2 separate regions of the Oryctolagus cuniculus genome follow, and region 2 is linked to region 1. Evidence: chromatin contacts called from public Hi-C data. All regions are on one chromosome and are shown on one strand. The core of a region is the stretch at or near the end of the contact, and the rest is flanking DNA. Distances in the headings are between cores, read along the strand shown.

The links. A called contact is a pair of places that touch in the nucleus more often than the background predicts.
Region 2: a contact with region 1 is called in a Hi-C map of an unstated tissue, with 2.4 times the contacts expected there. The contact joins the enhancer-like site here to the promoter of C2CD4D in region 1. A contact is called at or near these places in 2 of 6 Hi-C or Micro-C datasets (ear pinna and an unstated tissue).

The regions. Positions count from the first base shown.
Region 1 is chr7:46,260,605-46,265,618 of mOryCun1.1, forward strand. It overlaps C2CD4D (C2 calcium dependent domain containing 4D), which reads left to right and starts at 1,561. Exons shown (of 1, transcript XM_070077709.1): 1 at 1,561-2,899. The coding sequence starts at 1,706. The coding sequence ends at 2,755.
Region 2 is chr7:46,349,358-46,355,138 of mOryCun1.1, forward strand. RIIAD1 (regulatory subunit of type II PKA R-subunit domain containing 1) reads right to left here. Exons shown (of 5, transcript XM_002715548.5): 3 at 2,192-2,238; 4 at 993-1,120; 5 at 410-516. The coding sequence ends at 1,050. Among named protein-coding and RNA genes, the nearest start is that of RIIAD1, 4.6 kb to the right of the region's middle. Within about 2 kb of position 1,479, at least 2 of the 8 cell types and tissues checked have an H3K27ac peak or open chromatin away from gene starts, as enhancers often do.

The sequences.
Region 1 (5,014 bases), core at 311-2,810:
GCCACCCCTCGCCACAGTCTTAAGGAGGGAATGAGCTTGCTGCAGTCTTCGGAGAGACTGCAGGATGGTGGGTGAGCCCGGGGTGCAGCTGCTGGCCTCTTCTTGTCAGTGGTGGCCAGAGCTTTCCCAGGATCTGCCAGGGATGGAGAGCACAGGCCGGCCAGCCTGAGCGTGCTGGAACTGGCTCTGCTGTGGGCGTCTCCATGTCCAGAAATCCTGAGCCTGGCCACTTTTTCCCTGGACCAGTATCATTCAGAGAGCTGGTCACTGCAAGTCGCTCTGCCTGGGAGCTACTGGGATGGTTCCAGAGCAGGGCGACAGGGGCAGGAGCCCAAAACGGGGACTTCTGTAAGAGATGAGCTCAGTGCGGCCACAGCTATGGGCTTCACCTGGCGGGGCTGGGTGGCCCCCAGGCAGCTCAGAGGGATGGTGGCCACTGCCTCTTCCCAGTAGCCCTCCTCAACCCGCAAGCAGGCCAGGTCCAGTTCTAGCAGGCTTGCAGCTAGCAATCTGGCTCTGACTGGAGGAAGAGTCTAGAAGGCCAGACTGATGGTTGGAGAGACAGAGCTGTGTTTATCCAGGAAAAGAAGTCAGACGTAGGCAGCAGAGGCCCCTGCCAGCTCCTCCCAGGACAGGGCTGGGGGAGCAAGCTGGAGAGGAAGCTGCTCCCCTAGGGCTCCGAGCGCCTCCGGGCCAGAGGCCAGGCCCCAGCAGCCGCCCACAGGTAAGGCCTGCACTCCGGGCACAGGACTGGGCCGGGCGTGGGCCGGAGCACCCAGCCAGATCAACGGAACAGTCGCACTCCTGGTGGCCCGGCGCAGGGGGGCGGTGAGCACGGCGCGGCGGAGCCTTCCGCAGCGGGCTCTGGGGTGGCAGGGAATCAATGCCGCCTTTGTGCCCGGTGGTTTCCTAGGGGAAAAAAGAAGTGGACGGTGGGAGGGGCGGCCCGGCTCCGCCCTACAGACGCGGGATGCGGCAGAGCTAGGAGGCTGGGCGGCGGGACGCTCACCGCTACAGAGGGCCTTGAGGGGTGGGATCCGTGTCCCCGAAGGGTGCGTCCCCTTGAACTGGCCCTGGGTGTCCTCCGGTCAGCAGCCAGGTGTGTGCTCTGCCGGCCAGGGGCAGATCTGAGTCCCCTTGTGGCCGGAGGGAGGAGCCAGAGGTGGCAGGTGGAGCGAGGCCGCCCACAGAAGCCGGGCAGCGGAGGGAGTGGTCAGGAGAGGAGCCCGCGTCCGCAGTGTGGGCGGGGGAGGGGCGCTGAGCCCGCCCGGGGCTGTGTCCCTTCGAGGGGAGCGTGTGTGCCCGCGGGGTCAGCAACCGCGGTGGTGACCACAGAACTCTGGTTCTTGACTCTACGAGCCGTGCCCGAGGGCTTTAGTGGGTGTGCCCGCCCCTCTGGCCCTGGGGGTGCCAGTGGGGGCGTCTGTGAACGCGAGTGACTGACCGGTCGTGGGTCCCCGTCACTCCCCTCACCCCCGTCCCCTGGACTTCGCCGCCCTTTCTTTTTCCTGGGCCGCACAGCCCGCGGGGGTGTGCGGACAAAAGCCTGGGTGTGCCCGCAGCATCGCCCACCGGCGGCCTCTTTCCTCTCCTTGCCCAGCGCAGCTCCGCGCCGCCCTCGCGGCCGACTCGCCGGATTCGGACCCTCCGGGCGCCGCGGAGGCTCGTTACCCACCTCAGCGCCCTCTGCGGCCCCACCCCCGGCATGTGGCTCTTGGAGAAGGCGGGCTACAGAGTGGGCACCGCAGAGCCGCGGGCCCGCTGGGCGCCCTCCAGCCTGTTCCCTAAGCGCCGCAGCCCAGCGCCCGCGATGCGCGCCTGCCCCAACGTCCTCACGCCGGATCGCATCCCGCAGTTCTGCATCCCGCCTCGGCTTCCGGACCCAGGCGGCGCCGAGCCCCATGCCGGGCGCGACGTGTGCGTCCGCGGCCTCCCCGCCGCCTGCTCGCTGCCGCACCTGGCGGGCCGCGAAGGCCTGGCCTTCCTGCCCGAGAGCCCGCACACGCGACGGCGCGAGTCGCTGTTCCACTCGCCGGGGCCCGCGCCAGCTACGGGGCTGTCCCCGGCTCTGGCCCGGCTGCACGTGTCCGCCCCGGACCTGCGCCTCTGCCGGGCCCCAGACAGCGACACGGCCTCGTCGCCCGACTCATCGCCCTTCGGCTCCCCGAGGCCCGGCCCCGGCCGGCACCGGCAGCCCTCGCTGTCCCCCGGGGCCAGCTCAGCGGACACCAGCCCGTACGCGCCGCGCCGCGCGGGGCCGCCCACGCCGCCGCTCTTCCACCTGGACTTCCTGTGCTGCCAGCTGCGGCCCACCAAGGAGAGCGTGCTGCGCCTGGAGCCGCGCGGCGGCCAGCTGCGCCTCTCCGCCGAGTACCAGGCCGGGCCCGCGCGGCTGCGCCTGCGCCTGGTCAGCGCCGAGGGCCTGCCCCGGCCGCGGCCCGGCCCCGGCAGCGGCGGCGGCGGCTGCTGCGTGGTGCTGCGGCTGCGGCCCCGCGTCCGGCCGCGGGCCCAGCGGAGCCGCGTGGTCAAGTGCAGCGTCAACCCCATCTTCAACGAGGACTTCTTCTTCGACGGGCTGGGTCCGCCAGACCTGGCCGCCCGCACCCTGAGGGCCAAGGTGCTGGACAGGGGCGCGGGGCTCCGCAGGGACGTGCTGCTGGGGGAGTGCGAGACGCCCCTTATCGTCCTGCTGCCCCCCTTGGGTGGGGGGCTAGGTCCAGGGTCCTCACTGGCGCCAACCCATCTCAGCCTGTAGACGGGGAGGAGAGGTGGGACGGGGAGCCTTCCTCCAGGGATCGCCACCGCGTCCTCCAGGGATCCGCACCGCGTCCGTGGCCCTCATTCCACTCCACCTGCCGGCGTGTATTTATTTTTGCTAATAAAATGCCAATTTGTCGCTAGCCGGATCTCTCCCCTGGTGGGTGCCTCTCACACTTGAAAGCCATCAGAACACACAGGGAATCCAGCAGAGCGAGTGAAACCTGCACAGTCCTGGGCTCCATCCCCAAGAGATGCCACTACAGCAGTCGGGGCCCTAGTGGGGTCCCTGGGCCACAAGGTTGCTGCCCCCGCACGGAGCCTGGCCGTCACTGAGTCACCCTAGCAGAAGCTCTGTCGTAACGCCAACACCCAGGGAGCTCCGGGGCCTGCGCAGTCCCCTCCCATCTCCCACCTGTCCTGAAGAGAGAAGACATTCCTGGGTCTTGGGCGTGAGTCAGGGGCGGTCACACGGGCACACGGTGCCCTTTGGCCTCCTTGCCTCCCTGTTGCCTGTCCCTTGCACTCCAGTGCTGTCCTGGGCGGGGGCGAGGCTGGAGCAGCACTTTGGGAGCTGGGAAGTGGGTGAGGTCCGGGGGAGGAGGGGTATTGCGGACTGTGAGAGCTGCGCTCAGCCAAGCCAGAAAAGGCCACCCCAGCCAGGAGGAGGAGCTGGTAGAGGAGGAAAAAATGTAGGTCAGCTTATGTTTGCCTGCTACCTGCACGTCGCTGACGTCAGCAGTGACCTTCTCTCTCCCTCCACCTTCCCTGGAGCTCTTGGCTCGGGAGGGAGGGGGAGGGGAGGCAGGCACTGGGCCAGTCCAGCTGCTTTCTCCTCGCCCTCCGCGCCTTTCTCATGTCCTGGGGTGCCGGCTGTGCCTGCTCTAAGGCAAAGCCTTCCGGGTGCCAACAGAACCGCAGTCCGGTAGCACGTGGGCCTCTAACACCGCATACACAACACCCTTCCATTCACAAGGCTCCCCACGCGCCTTCCTCCCCTGAATAGGTCGCCACTATCGGCCCTAGGCTCCAGGGAACCTTACCCCAGATGTCCACCAGGTGGCAGCATTGACTAAACAATCCTAAGGGCCACCTGCCACACGTTGTGTCTGTTCCCACGAACTGTTCCAACTGCTCCTCAAACCACTATTCCTCCTAGTAACTCCCATAAAGGGGCACATACTATTGCTAGCCAGTGTGACCTTTGGCCCTAAGAGGGCAGTAACCTCAAGACAATATCCCCAGCTGACCCCCCCACCCCTGCCCCGGGGGGTCACTCTGAAGGGGGCCCGGCCATCCTAGAATGACAGTGGCCTAACGCCATTCATTTCACACCCTGCAGGTTGCAGTTCACGCCTGTGAATTCTGGGAAGCCCACCCATAATCCTATGTTCTGCCTTAGTCCTGTGCTATGTTTCTACTTCAGAGGCCCGCAGGAAAGAAACTTCTCGGTGGCAGAACCCGCAACAAACCCACAGGGAGGATCCATGCAGCACGAGGCTTTGGGCACAGCAGTGAGTGGCTGAAGCAGACCAGGGGATGAGACAAGATAGAGAATGAGCAAGTGAGTTGTAAAGAATGTTGCATGGGCTGTGTTATAGAGAAAGCAAGCGGGGAAGGGAAGGGAATGATCAAAGAAAGCGAAGAAGATGCCAGGCATGGAAAGAGAGAGAGGCACACGCGGCTTTTTTTAGCCACAGAACTTTGCACCAGGCCTTGTACTTTACTTGTGCTATCAATGTTAATCATCACAGCTGCGCTGGCCGAGGTGGGTGTTAATCCTGTCCTACAAAGAAGGAACTAGGACAAGGGAGGTTGAGCAAATTCACCTGGGGATCAGCCCTGGCTGCTCTGCTGTCTCCACCCAGTCGCCTGCACCCTCCCCCCAGAGGCCTGGCGGGAACAGTTTCGCTCAGTGCTCGCAGCCCTCTGGGCCTTCCAATGGGGGCCCACTAAGTTCCTAGAGGGTGCCCCTGGCCAAAGCCCCAGATGCTTGGGAGGACTGGGCTGGGGGGAAGAAGTCCCAGCACCCACCTCTGTGTGCAGGCTGCCCGGCCCCAGGCGCTGGAACACACGAGAGCCCGAATGTTTCCTACCGATGTGCTGGCTGAGGGCCGGGAGCTGCTTGGGGGCCCACGGCTGGCAAAGGCTTACAAAGTCTTTCTGGCCGCTTTCTGACCCTCCTGATGACCTCCAAGCCCTTGTGGCCATAAATGTTAATTGATAGATGACAAGTGCAAGCAGGCTCACAGGGAAA
Region 2 (5,781 bases), core at 229-2,728, 89 kb after region 1:
CCCCCCCCCCAACCCCCTGCTCTCTGTAACTCTGCCTTTCAAATAAATAAATAAATCTTAAAAAAGAAAGAAAGAAAGGAAGGAAGGAAGGAAGGAAGGAAGGAAGGAAGGAAGGAAGGAAGGAAGGAAGGAAGGAAGGAAGGAAGGAAGGAAGACAGTGAGTCAGCACCTCACACCCTGCAGTAGCCCTGGAGAAGGCAAAGGGAGTGGTCCCCTGGCTCCTGTTCCTCTCCGAGCCCCACCCTGGTTCTTTGCACCCTGCTGGCCCCGGGAGTGAGGGGCCAGTGTGGGAACAGCAGGAGGCCCTTGGCGGCCAACAAAACATCTAAGGAGCCAGAGTGAGGCGAGAGCCCGCCCACACCCGCCCGATGTCCTCCTCCTTCCAGTGAATAAAACAGAGCGCAGGAAGGGCGGTTTTAAGGAGGATCTTTAACAGCCTCCCAGACAGCAGACAGAGCCCAAGGCAGCTTGGAAACCCACGCGGATGGCAACAGGCTCTCATGCTCCCCGAAGACCCTGTAAAACAGAAATGGCTCCACTGAACCCGTGTGGCCTTTCCCTCACGCTCACACGGGTAAGTGAACGCAGGAAAGAAAGAATAAACAAACCACCCCAGCCTTCAAAATGCTTCCAGGGGTCATCCCGCCCGAAAATCCTGGCCCAGGCTGGGTTGATGGTGAGGGGTGTAGGATGGCACCCAATCCAAGAGGCCACTGGGGAAATTGCCCCCCCCCCCCCACGGGGCCAACAGAGAAAGGGCCCTTTCCCATCCTGGTCCCCTCTACCCCTGAACCGCTCCCGTTCCCACTCTCGTCACCACATCGCTGCATCAGGATTCCTGCGAGACCAACCCTGGGCCTCGCTCCAGCTCCCAATCCCCCAAAATAGAGTCAAGAAAACTAAATCGCACGTCGCACTTGCGCCACTCGCTTGCTTTCCTACGCCGACGACGGATAAAGCAGCCTCTGGCTGTAAGCGAGGTTAACACCCACCCAGAGGCTGGGTCCTGGCTGGCCTCGCCCAGCAGCTGAGCATCGCGATTCTGCTAATTAAGCTGCTTTCTTGTCTTTAATTAGCTGCCTGTGAATCTTGTTGGGAAGTCTTGGATCCGTGAAATAATCTGGGATGGAAATCAAAGAGAAGAAATCATCTTCACTCAGGGGAGGGGACTGGGAGGAAGGCAGCCTACTCTGCTAGAAGTGCTGCTGGCTTGGTCCTAGCAGCAAGGTCGCCGGTGGCCCCCGACGACAGAACATGAGCAGTCATGGCAAATCCCTGTGGTCACTGGCCCAGCTGAGTAGTTCTGAGCCTTCCAGAAGAGCTCAACCGGCTGGCGCCCACTGCCCGCCCGCTGCACCCTGCACCCTGAGCGCTGGCCGGTCTGCTTGCTTGACGCATGGGGAGCCGTCACACAGCTCAGGGATTCTCTGGGCTTTCTGCTTCCAGACCTTCTTGGGGCCCAAGTAAATGCCAAGTATTATTCTCGTCTCCTCAGCCTGCCAGCTCCCGTCTCCGAGCGATCACGCCTTCTCTGCGTACACGCTCTCTGAGGGGGCCAGGCTCCCGCAGGATGCTGGCAGGAGGGGCTTTGTGCACCCAGCGGGATGTGCATCAGAGGCAGCATCTGCTGTGGCAGCACACGTGTACCGAGATGCAGTCGGATGCGCTGTGGGGACACAGCGGGCCCCGAGACGTCTGCCAGCCCAGCCGTTCCTGCTAAATACCATTGACCTTAAGCCATCTCGGGCAGCCAGAGTCCATTAGAATCAGCTGGGGAGCCTTTAAAACTGTGGATGCTGGGTCCCACCCCAGGCTAATTAAATAGAAACCTCTGGGGGTGGAGCCTGAACACCAGCATTTTTAAAAAGCTCCCAGGTGCCGCTAGTGCACAACCAGGGCATAGAACGCACTTCGAGGTGTGCGGGACGAGGACGGCCAGCGCGCTCCCTCAGACACTGAACTCCTCGCCCTCACCGGGAGGGAGCTCCACCCAGGTCCTGTCTCATCCCGAGGAGCGGCCAGCGCGCTCCCTCAGACACTGAACTCCTCGCCCTCACCGGGAGGGAGCTCCACCCAGGTCCTGTCTCATCCCGAGGAGCCAGGGGATGCCTCTGGGGAAGCAGCACTCAGGCTGAATTCCCAATATTACTGCCGGCTCTCTGCCACCCGGCACTGCCGCCGCCTTACTCACCTGCCGCAAATTCTCTGATGTTGTCTGGTCTCTTCAAAAACATTTCCCTGGAACACATTCAGGGACAGGGCAGGAGGGAGAGTGGGCGTTAAGGCCTGTGGCTGATCAGCCCGAGACACAGCCACCTTGGGAGCCAACACACAGCCCACGTCTGATGGCCCAGCCCCTTTCAACAGCCATGTTCCTCCAACTTGGGATGTCAGGCAAGGCGCAAAATGCCCTAAGTGGCAACCAAGCTAGGACACTGGCCTCATTACTAACAGGCTGGGGGCAGCGTTTTCACAGAACCACGTCCAGGGTGGGAAGCACAGATGAAGAGGCACGTGCCTGGGCACGGTGCTCACACGCAGCGGGACAGACCGCACAACCCTGTGGTGTCCTGAGGAGGCGCAGGCAGGAATTCCCACGCGAGGGCGGCTGGGCCGACAGAAAAGATGGCTTCCAAGGGCACAGAGGACAGACACCTTGGTAACACCTGCAGTCCCAAAGCCCTGGGAACCGAACTATGCTCTTATACCGCATAGAACTTTATGGTTCATAAACTATGTTCATAAACGCTGTCCAGGTAATGTCCCCATTTCACAAATGAAGAAACCTAACCTTCGAAGGTTAATCATTTGCCCAAGTTCATAAAGACAGTAAACAGAGAGCGGGCCCAGAACTCGGGCCTGCAAAGGCGGCGGTCTCTGCTCTCTGTCCCTTGGCTATGGGCTGCCCCACCCCAACGGCCCCACTTTCTTGTGCTCTTGGCCAAGGCTGACCCTCCAGGAAGCCCCTACCCCCAGCCTTTAAGAATTTTGCTTGGGTCCAGCACTGTGGCATAGTGGGCTAAGCTTCTACCTGCGGCACCAGCATCCCATATGGGCGCCGGTTCATATCCCAGCTGCTCCATTTCTGATCCAGCTCTCTGCTATGGCCTGGGAAAGCAGTAGAAGATGGTCCAAGTCCTTGGGCCCCTGCACCCACATAGGAGACCCAGAAGAAGCTCCTGGTTCTTGGCTTCGGATCAGCTCAGCTCTAGCCATTGCAACCATCTGGGGAGTGAACCAGCAAATGGAAGACCTGTCTCTCTCTCTTTCTCTGTAACTTTGCCTCTCAAATAAAATCTTTTAAAATAAAACTTTTGCTGGAGCTGGCGCTGTGGCATAGCAGGTAAGGCATCCCATATAGGCACCCGTTCAAGTCCCAGCTGCTCCATTTCCAATCCAGATCCTGGCTATGGCCTGGGAAAGCAGTAGAAGATGGCCCAAGTCCTTGGGTCCCTGCAGCCGTGTGGGAGACCTAGAAGAAGCTCCTGACCCCTGGCTTCGAATTGGCACAGATCCGGCCATTGCAGCCAATTGGGGAGTGAAGCAGCGGATGGAAGACCTCTCTCTCTCTCTCTCTCTTCCTGCCTCTCCTTTTCTCTGTAACTCTTTCAAATAAATAAATACATCTTAAAAAAAAAAAGTTTTGCTCCCCTTCTCCTTTGATTCAAGCTGATAATTATCAAGCACAAGTTATGTATAAATAACTAATTTATGGGGCCAGCTCTGTGGGGTAGTGGGCTAAGCCTCCACCTGTGGTACCAGCATCCCATATGGGTGCTGGTTTGTGTCCCAGCTGCCCCGCTTCCGATCCAGCTCTCTGCTATGGCCTTGGAAAAGCAGTAGAGGATGGCCCAAGTGCTTGGGTCCTTGCATCCACATGGGAGACCCAGAAGCTCCTGGCTCCTGGCTTCAGATTGGCTCAGCTCCAGCTGTTGCAGCCATTTGGGAAGTGAACCATCGGATGGAAGACCTCTCTCTTTCTCTGCTTCCCCCTCTCTCTGTTAACTCTGCCTCTCAAATAAATAAAATCTTTAAAAAAGAAACTGCATTACATATGAGGGATTGATTTTTTTTAAGATAAAATATAGGCTGATCTCAAAGAAGGTACAGCCAAGGAGAAGAGCACGGCTGGCGTCAGCGAGGCACGCAGAGGCACAGGGGCTTCCACAGGCAAGACAAGGGCTGAGGGGCCCCGCAGGAAGGAAGCCACACAGGCTCTACAAACTGCGCCTTGCTTGAGGGTTAGAACGGGCTTGCAGCCACCCTTGTACCCACAGCATCCATGAGAGCGCGCAAGGAATGGTCAGTGGGATGATCCAAGTGCAGCCTGGCAGGAGTCAAGGGCGTGTGCAGGAAGGAACAGGGAGCAAAGGAAGCTGTGTTAGGCAGGGCCTTGAATGCCAGGGCAGACGCTTGTCCTCAACTCCAAAGACAGCAGGAATGCGTATGTGAATGTGCTGCAGTCACACAGTGGGACACTGTACAGGAGTGAGGTCTTCCGGATACTGAACAGAAGCCAAGCACAAACGAGTGCATACTGTAGACTGCCAGTTACGTTAAAAGGCAAGACGAGCCTGCAGTGGAGAAGTCAGGAGACCTAGGGTTGGTTTTGGGGGGCCCCACCGGAAGGGACCACCCACAAGTCAGGCGTGGAAGTCCACCCAGCTTGGGATATGTCACTTTTCTGTACATTATGTCTCAAGAGATGCTAAAAACAAACCAAGAGAGGCGGTGGCTGTGCAGCCACCGAAGACTCTGGCCAAGGACTCATGTGATCGGTGCTGGGTCTGGGGAAGGTTCGTGCGCCTGGGAACCTGCGGAAACATCTAATCCAGTCTTTCCACAGGCTCACACCCAGCTACCACATCTGCACCCCGAAACGTTTCTAGGTGCCTAAAATGGATTGTGACTTTTCCCATTCTTCAGGTCCAAAATTCAAGGTAGTAGGAGCTCTGTGCATTGTTTATGAGTACAGGCTGGACAGCTGTAGCTGAATGGTCACAAACCATTAGGATCCAGAAAACCCCCGTGGGAAGTTCACATCCTGAAGCAAAGCTGAGCGCGTCTCTGGGTTCCGTGTGAGTCATGAGCAGAGCCCTGCAGAACTGAAAACCACTCTCACCGTGGTGCAGCAGGTTAAGCCCCTGCCTGCAACGCCAGCATCCCATATGGGCGCCAGTTCAAGTCCCAGCTGCTCCACTTCCTATCCAGCTCCCTGCTAACTGGGAAAGCAGTAGAAGATGGCCCAAGTGCTTGGGCCCCTGTCATCCTTGAAGCAGATCCAAATGGAGTTCCAGGCTCCTGGCTTCAAGCCCTGGTCCTTGAGGCCATCTGGAGAGTGAACCAGTAGAAGCAAGATTCTCTCTCTGTCTCTGTCTCTCTCTCTAATTCTGCTTTTCAAAAAATGAATGAATCTTATAAAATCAAAAACCAAAGCACAGGCACAGTGCTTGGGACTCGGTCCTCTTTGCCCCCGCCTCCTTTCTCACAGGAAGGACCACGTGAAGCATCGGGTTCAGATGTGTGGCTGACTCTGGCTCATTCTGGAACAGGCACAGGAAACACCACCAGCAGCAAACACACACAGGGAAACCCTCAAACTTCAAATGCTACCTGTCTCCCCAGCTCCACCCCGAAAAAGAAAGGCCCAAAGGGGCCAGGAGGGCTCCAAGTGGGGTACTTCAGGGACTCCAGAAGGGAAAGCATGGAGGCCTGCCTGGCCTGGGGGGGCCAAGGAAGGAAGGGGAAGGGGTCCGAGGGTGTCCAGCAGCAGCCAGGCCC